2 separate regions of the Bos taurus genome follow, and region 2 is linked to region 1. Evidence: chromatin contacts called from public Hi-C data. All regions are on one chromosome and are shown on one strand. Each heading gives the region's core, a stretch centred on a gene start, on an enhancer-like site or on the middle of the called end of the contact. The rest is flanking DNA. Distances are from core to core; before and after follow the strand shown. Region 1 has its middle 46 kb from the start of KIAA0040. Region 2 has its middle 46 kb from the start of KIAA0040.

Region 1 (3,067 bases), core at 320-2,819:
CTATCCTACCAGAGTGCTTTCTACCTCATAAAGGCACTTCCATCATCACCTCATGTGACTTTTGCAGCAACTGACGTTGTGAGTAAATTATTCCCATTTTATAAAAGATGAAAGTGAGACCCAACGTGAGCAACTTGCCCAAACCAAAACCCTCAGACTTCTGCCCTAGAGCCCCTGGGGAACACAGGGCAATGAGATCCACTCCACTGATCTGGGCTCCTAAGAGACTGTTAACTAGCAACAGCACCCCCTATAGGTCAAAAACTCCAATAACAACTCCAGTAAAGGGCTCTGCCCACAAGTCTTCAGACATTCTGTAATGTCTCCTTCAGGTGGTCCACCGTGCATTGTGAGCCCTGAGAGTTCTGCCTTTTTTTTTTTTTTTTGTCATCCAAGTGCCTGACTTAAGCTTGGATTGCAGAAGCACCCACTTCAAAGACCACTATGCAAGATAAACACACTGCAAACACACACAACTAGACGAAGACCTGGGCCGCCTCCCCCAACTGTGGCGCCTTTGTTTTCGAGATCCTGGGTGATTTCAGTGATTGACTATTTGGGCCACTTGATTTTTTTTTTTTTCTTTTCCTGCACTTTAAATTCACCAGGAAACACTGATCCCTCAAAATCCTAGGCCCCCACCATGGACCCCAATAAAAGCAGAACCCTAAGCTCACTCTCTCTTGAGCTGTTTTCTCTCTCCCCGACAACCTCACTATGCAGCCCCAGGTATGTAGTGTAATTGCCAGGCCTTGTAAGAAATAAACCTTCATTTTTTTCAAAGTTTCCTAATAGTTATTGCTGAAGGGTGTCTTAAGATAAGAATCACAAAAGCCAGTCCAACCAAAACATTGGTTATTGATAGGTTGAGACCAGCACAGAACACACAGCCAGCCTCATTGGCCTCCTTATCCTTCTCTCATCAAACCTAATTTTCTTCACTTGCCAAAATAAGTAATTGTTTCATTCATTTTTTTTTTTCCTTTTTAAATTGCAATACTACAATACCTTTGTTTTCTACTTCGGTCATTAAAAGTGCACTGCAATCTGCATTATAGAATGGACAGGCTTTTCTGAGCTAACCTGAGAACCTAACTCCTTTGTATACCATTGGAATTAGATCTCAACCCGTTTCCCATGTCCCCCGTAGAAACTAACACAAGGCCTATTGGGAAGTGGATTCAGCTGTGCTTTAGAACTGCCTAAAACCCCTTCCAGGGGCGCCCCTCCATCCCCTTGCCGGACCACCAGCCCAGTAGACCAGGTTGGGGGAGGCAGTCCCCAGCTCACCAGGCAATCTCTTCCAAAGGGCTCCAGGGGCTTCTAACATGCAACTAGGGCTGAGAACAGCTGCTAAGATGAAAAAGGGGGTGGTAGTGGATTACAGTTTCTCAGTTACCTGTTTTGCGCGGCAACACTGCCCGTGCAACCACCAAGCCATGCTGGATGGTGAGTCGTACCCACAGGCTGACTCTCCAGATGAAGGAAGAAACGTGAGGACCCGCAGAACTTCCCTCGCTATAGGAGAGGAAAGGAGTTTTGAGGCTAGAGGTTCCCGGTAGGACCACACTGCCATCTGCTGGCCTGGCCGGGAACAGCGCGCCCCTGAGCCGGGCCGCGGGCTCCAAACGTATTGATTGATCTGCACTCTTTATTGACAGAAACCTCCCTATCCTCTCCGCTGCCCCGGTGAAGGGCTTAAGGGTATGACTTGGAAATATTTTTAGCGGAAGACTTTCTCCTGTAAATGGCTACGTTTCGCCGAGATTATTTCATTATTTATACTTGCTTTTCCACTCCCATGCTGTAGCCCCACCCGGGACACTCCATCCCGACCACAGCCTCCCTCTCCTCAGACAACACACCTGGTCTTTTCCTTCAGGGCATCCCTTTGATCATAATACCTTGGGTCATTTTTTTTTTTCTTTTTCCCTAGCTCCTTCAGCGTTTTCTGGCTTTAATGATCCTTGAATCCCTAAGAATTCCAAATTAAAAAGCAGATTTTTTTTTTTTTTTTGGTCACACGGCTTGTGAAATCAACGAAGGATTGAACCCAGGTCCTCAGCAATGACGCGCAGAGCCCTAACCACTGGACCGCCAGGGAATTCCCCAAAGCAGAACTCTAGACATCATGCGACAAACCGAAACGTGGGGACCCTCTTCCCAGAGGAAGCTACTGTCAAGAACAACTAGTTTTAAACTCTGCCATGAAAGGAGCCGTCCCCTCATTTACCACCCAGCCCCCTCAAATCCTGTTAACCCTTCCTTCTATTAATATTACTGATCTGTGCTCTGCTGTTTCCCACCATTTCTGCCTCAGGCCAAGGAAGTCAGTGCCTGCGTGCTTAGTCGCTGCAGTCATGTCCGACTCTCTGCGACTCCATGGACTATAACCCACCAGGCTCCTCTGAACATGGGGATTCTCCAGGCAAGAATACTGGAGTGGGCTGCCATGCCCTTTTCTAGGGGATCTTCTCAACTCAGGGATCGAAACTGCATCTCTTTTGTCTCCTGCATTGCAGGCGGATTCTTTACCACTGAGCCCCGCAAGAAGCCCATACCCATTGCCTATTGCAATAACCCTTCACTGTCTGTGAATCTCTACTTCCTTCCATGCCTCCCTCCATTCTCTATGCTGTCACCAGACTGATGCTTCCAAAACGTAAGTTTCACTACAAGTGTCAGTCCAAGGTTTAAACACCCTCAGTGTTCTCCACTGCCCCTCCCAAACTTTTTCATCTTAGCTGTGGTTCTCAGCCCCAGATGCATGTCAGAAGCCCCTGAAGCTTTAGAAAGCACAGCTGCACAGGACTTAGCTGAGACCCATAGAAGCGGCATCTCTGGGGGTGAAGTAGGGTCTGGTTATGTGACAGCTCCAGCTGATTCTGATGATCAGTGACAGCTGGGACCACGGTGCCAGCTGAGACCACCATGCTCACATGGCTGAGATCAGTTCCTGCCTGTCTCTCCAGCATGGCTCCCCACCAACCACTCCTCACCCCACCAAGAAACCATCTTCCTCCCTGAAACACACCACACTCTGTCCATTCTCACTTTCGCCATCAGG
Region 2 (3,067 bases), core at 279-2,778, 91 kb before region 1:
AAGTAACCTGGACCCCTACATGTTTCCTTCAAGATTTAAAATTAGGAGGAAAATTGGTAGCCCTCACCATGTTTTATTGGCAGGAGGAGATTCCAAAGGTCCCCAAAACAGGAAGGGCAAAGATGCCACGCTGGGGTCTCTGGCTCACCCCAGGAGCCTGAGGTTCATGGGGCTTGGCCAGTTCTGGGAGAACAGGGGCTGAGCACAAGTGAGTCCTCACACTGCAGTTCTAGGGCCCATGGCTTAGAGAGCTGTGACTTCAGAGCCCAAGCATGAGGCTCCTCAGTGAAATGGTAGTGATAAGAGTCTACATCTGTGAAGACATCACAGAGCTATAAATGGTTGTTAACAGTGGAGCCACACAGCAGCGAGAAAAACAAGCTGCACAGGAGCAATCAGACACCACCTCATCATCTCCCGGTGTTTGAAGGTATCTCTGGATCCCTTTGGACTGAATGAGCCCTTGGTCTTCACGGTCGGTGGGAGAGGGAGGGGCCTTAAGATGAGTTCCGGCACTTCCGGAATATAAGGACAGATAAGGACCCTAGTGATTAGCTGGGGAAATCAAGAGAACCACATGTTCGAGAACGGATACATACACGGTATAGTGCATGGTACACCATATATGTGGTAAGATAACTCCATATAAAGAGAGAATAGACTGCCATACATCATAAAAATGTGGCACCAGCTACCTTTACTGTTGAAGAAATGGGTCATTTTATTTATCAATTTGCTTGTCTTTATATTTCCTACAATGAACATGCATCACTTTTTTTCCAAAAAATAAAAAAGTAAATTGAAGAAAATTCACATCCCTCACCAGATCTCTTACCCCGCCAGCAAGTGCCCCTGTGGGTGACCCTGGGAACCCACAACCACAGACAACTTCTGGGTGCTCTTGTGGCTCCTGTGATGGTAATAGGTGGTGATTCCTAGGCCGGTGAGTAGCCAGGGCCTGCCAACCCCACAGCAGGCATCCCAACCAGCCTGACTTCTGAGTTGAAGTGTTTCCCCTGCCCAGGACAGGACAGTGGCGGGACCCACCTCCACGTCCTGTTATTGATCAGGACTCCCACAACTGTTCAGGGGGCCCCATGAGGTGACCACTCAGGGATGTCAGGCGGGGATTCCCACACAAGTTCCCTGGTGCCACATGTGTTCTTTAACGAGAGAGTTTCACTTCAGGTACCAGGCATCACACCCACAGAGCAACAAATAGAACCTCTCCTGTGAATTTGCATGCCGCAGCCTATCCTCCTGGGGTCACTTCACTGCCACAGACATTTATATATTACCTTCATGTGGTCAGAGCTCTGAGCTGCAGGCTGAGGGGGACAAAGATGAGAAGCCTGACTCTGTGCTTCCAAAGAACCTCCAGCCCAGAGGGAGGCAAGAGACACAGAAGAGCCTCTGACCCAGGAAGAATGTCCTGTGAAAACAGAGACCCACGGGTCAGCACGTGATTGACTTCCTCCCACAGCAGGCAAACCTATTTCTGGCATCAGGTCCTGCTTCAACAGGCTCAGATGCGTCCCCTCGCACCCATTGCCATCACCTCTGCGATGGTTCTGCCCTCTCCAGCTCCCACCAAGACTCGCACACCAGCTGCAGAACATCTTTCAATCCAAATGCACTGCCAGGATTTTTCTAAAGTCCCCTCTCTCCTTTAAAGTATTCAACAGCCTCCTATGACCTCCTACGACCTTCTGTATGAAGTCTTATCTCTAGCATTTGGTGCCTTTACTAACATAACCTATCTTTCCTTTTTCTCCCTGCCCTCTAGCCCCTAGCAACCCCCTACAGTCACCTCCCACCCTCTCCCCCACCCCAGCCCACACACATATACATCCAGAATACTCCAACAAGACCAGACTTAGCAACATTCCTCAAATACATCACAGCCTAGAAGATCCTTTGCCTTGATCTCTGCTTGTCAAAAGTCTGTTTATTCTTCAGGGTACAATTTAAACGTCTCCTTTTCTGCAGAGTCTGCTTCAGACCTGAGTCAGAATTAATCCTACCTTGAACCATAATAGTAATTTGCCTATATCTTCTTAATTGCACGCATATTATGCTTTGCCACTCTCCGCTTAACCTTGAGCTCCTAGAAAACAAACATTACATGTCATTCCCTTTGTGTCTCCCAAAATACAGGACCTAGCAGACACTCGACACTTGTTTGCTACTTACTGAATCAAGATGAAAATCATTCTTATGCTTTTCAATACACACACACACAAAATTAAGAAGTGTCATGGTTCAGGCGTTGGTTTCGCAGATGTCAGATGGTTTTCTTTTTGTTTAGTCATAGAGTTGTTTGGCCAAGTCTTTTGCAACCTCATGGACTGCAGCCTGCCAGGCTCCTCTGTCCCTGGGATCTCCCAGGCAAGAATACTGGAGAGGGTCAGGATTTCCTTCTCCAGGGGATCTTCCCGACCCAGGGATCAAAACTGCGTCTTCTACATTGCAGGCAGATTCTTTACCACTGAGCCACCTGGGAAACCCACGTGTACGCTTACACACACACTACTGATTTCAGAGTGCCCCTAGAGAACCTCCGCTAATACAGCAATCAGCTCTGGACAGGCTGGAAAACTAAGCAACTCTTGCTAGTACAGAAGGCCTGGCCCCAGTGGATATGGCATGTCTATTCAAGTATAATTATTCATACAGGAACACTTTTTTCCAAGCCTTAATATTTCTTCCACATGGAGGGACAGCTGACCCTCAATCCACCATGCCTCACTCAGCTGGTTGGTGAGTTAAATGGAAAAACCACCTTCTTTGTCTTCTTCCCATTCCTCTCTACCTTTTCACGCTCTAAGTCTTACCTGAAAAAATGTCCAGCTGCGACTATGGCAGGGTAGCTAAGTCTGTCCAACTCTGCCCTTGTTAGCAGGGTCAGTTGATTCTCATTATAAGCGGCATCTTCCAACTTAGCCTCTATCAGTAATAAAGAAAAAAAATTTTCTCCATTCTTACTCTTTTGTTTCCTGTTTAGAACCCTTAGCAGTGAAGAGGCCCCCAGGCAATACTCATATCTTGACTTAGCTTCTGAAGTGTC

Evidence for each region. A called contact is a pair of places that touch in the nucleus more often than the background predicts.
Region 2: a Hi-C map of an unstated tissue shows a contact between it and region 1, with 5 times the contacts expected there. The contact joins two enhancer-like sites. A contact is called at or near these places in 6 of 11 Hi-C or Micro-C datasets (blastocyst, blood, liver and 3 more).

What each region holds. Positions count from the first base shown.
Region 1 is chr16:56,389,198-56,392,264 of ARS-UCD2.0, reverse strand. No RefSeq gene overlaps it. Among named protein-coding and RNA genes, the nearest start is that of KIAA0040, 46 kb to the left of the region's middle. Within about 2 kb of position 1,569, at least 12 of the 102 cell types and tissues checked have an H3K27ac peak or open chromatin away from gene starts, as enhancers often do.
Region 2 is chr16:56,480,637-56,483,703 of ARS-UCD2.0, reverse strand. No RefSeq gene overlaps it. Among named protein-coding and RNA genes, the nearest start is that of KIAA0040, 46 kb to the right of the region's middle. Within about 2 kb of position 1,528, at least 10 of the 102 cell types and tissues checked have an H3K27ac peak or open chromatin away from gene starts, as enhancers often do.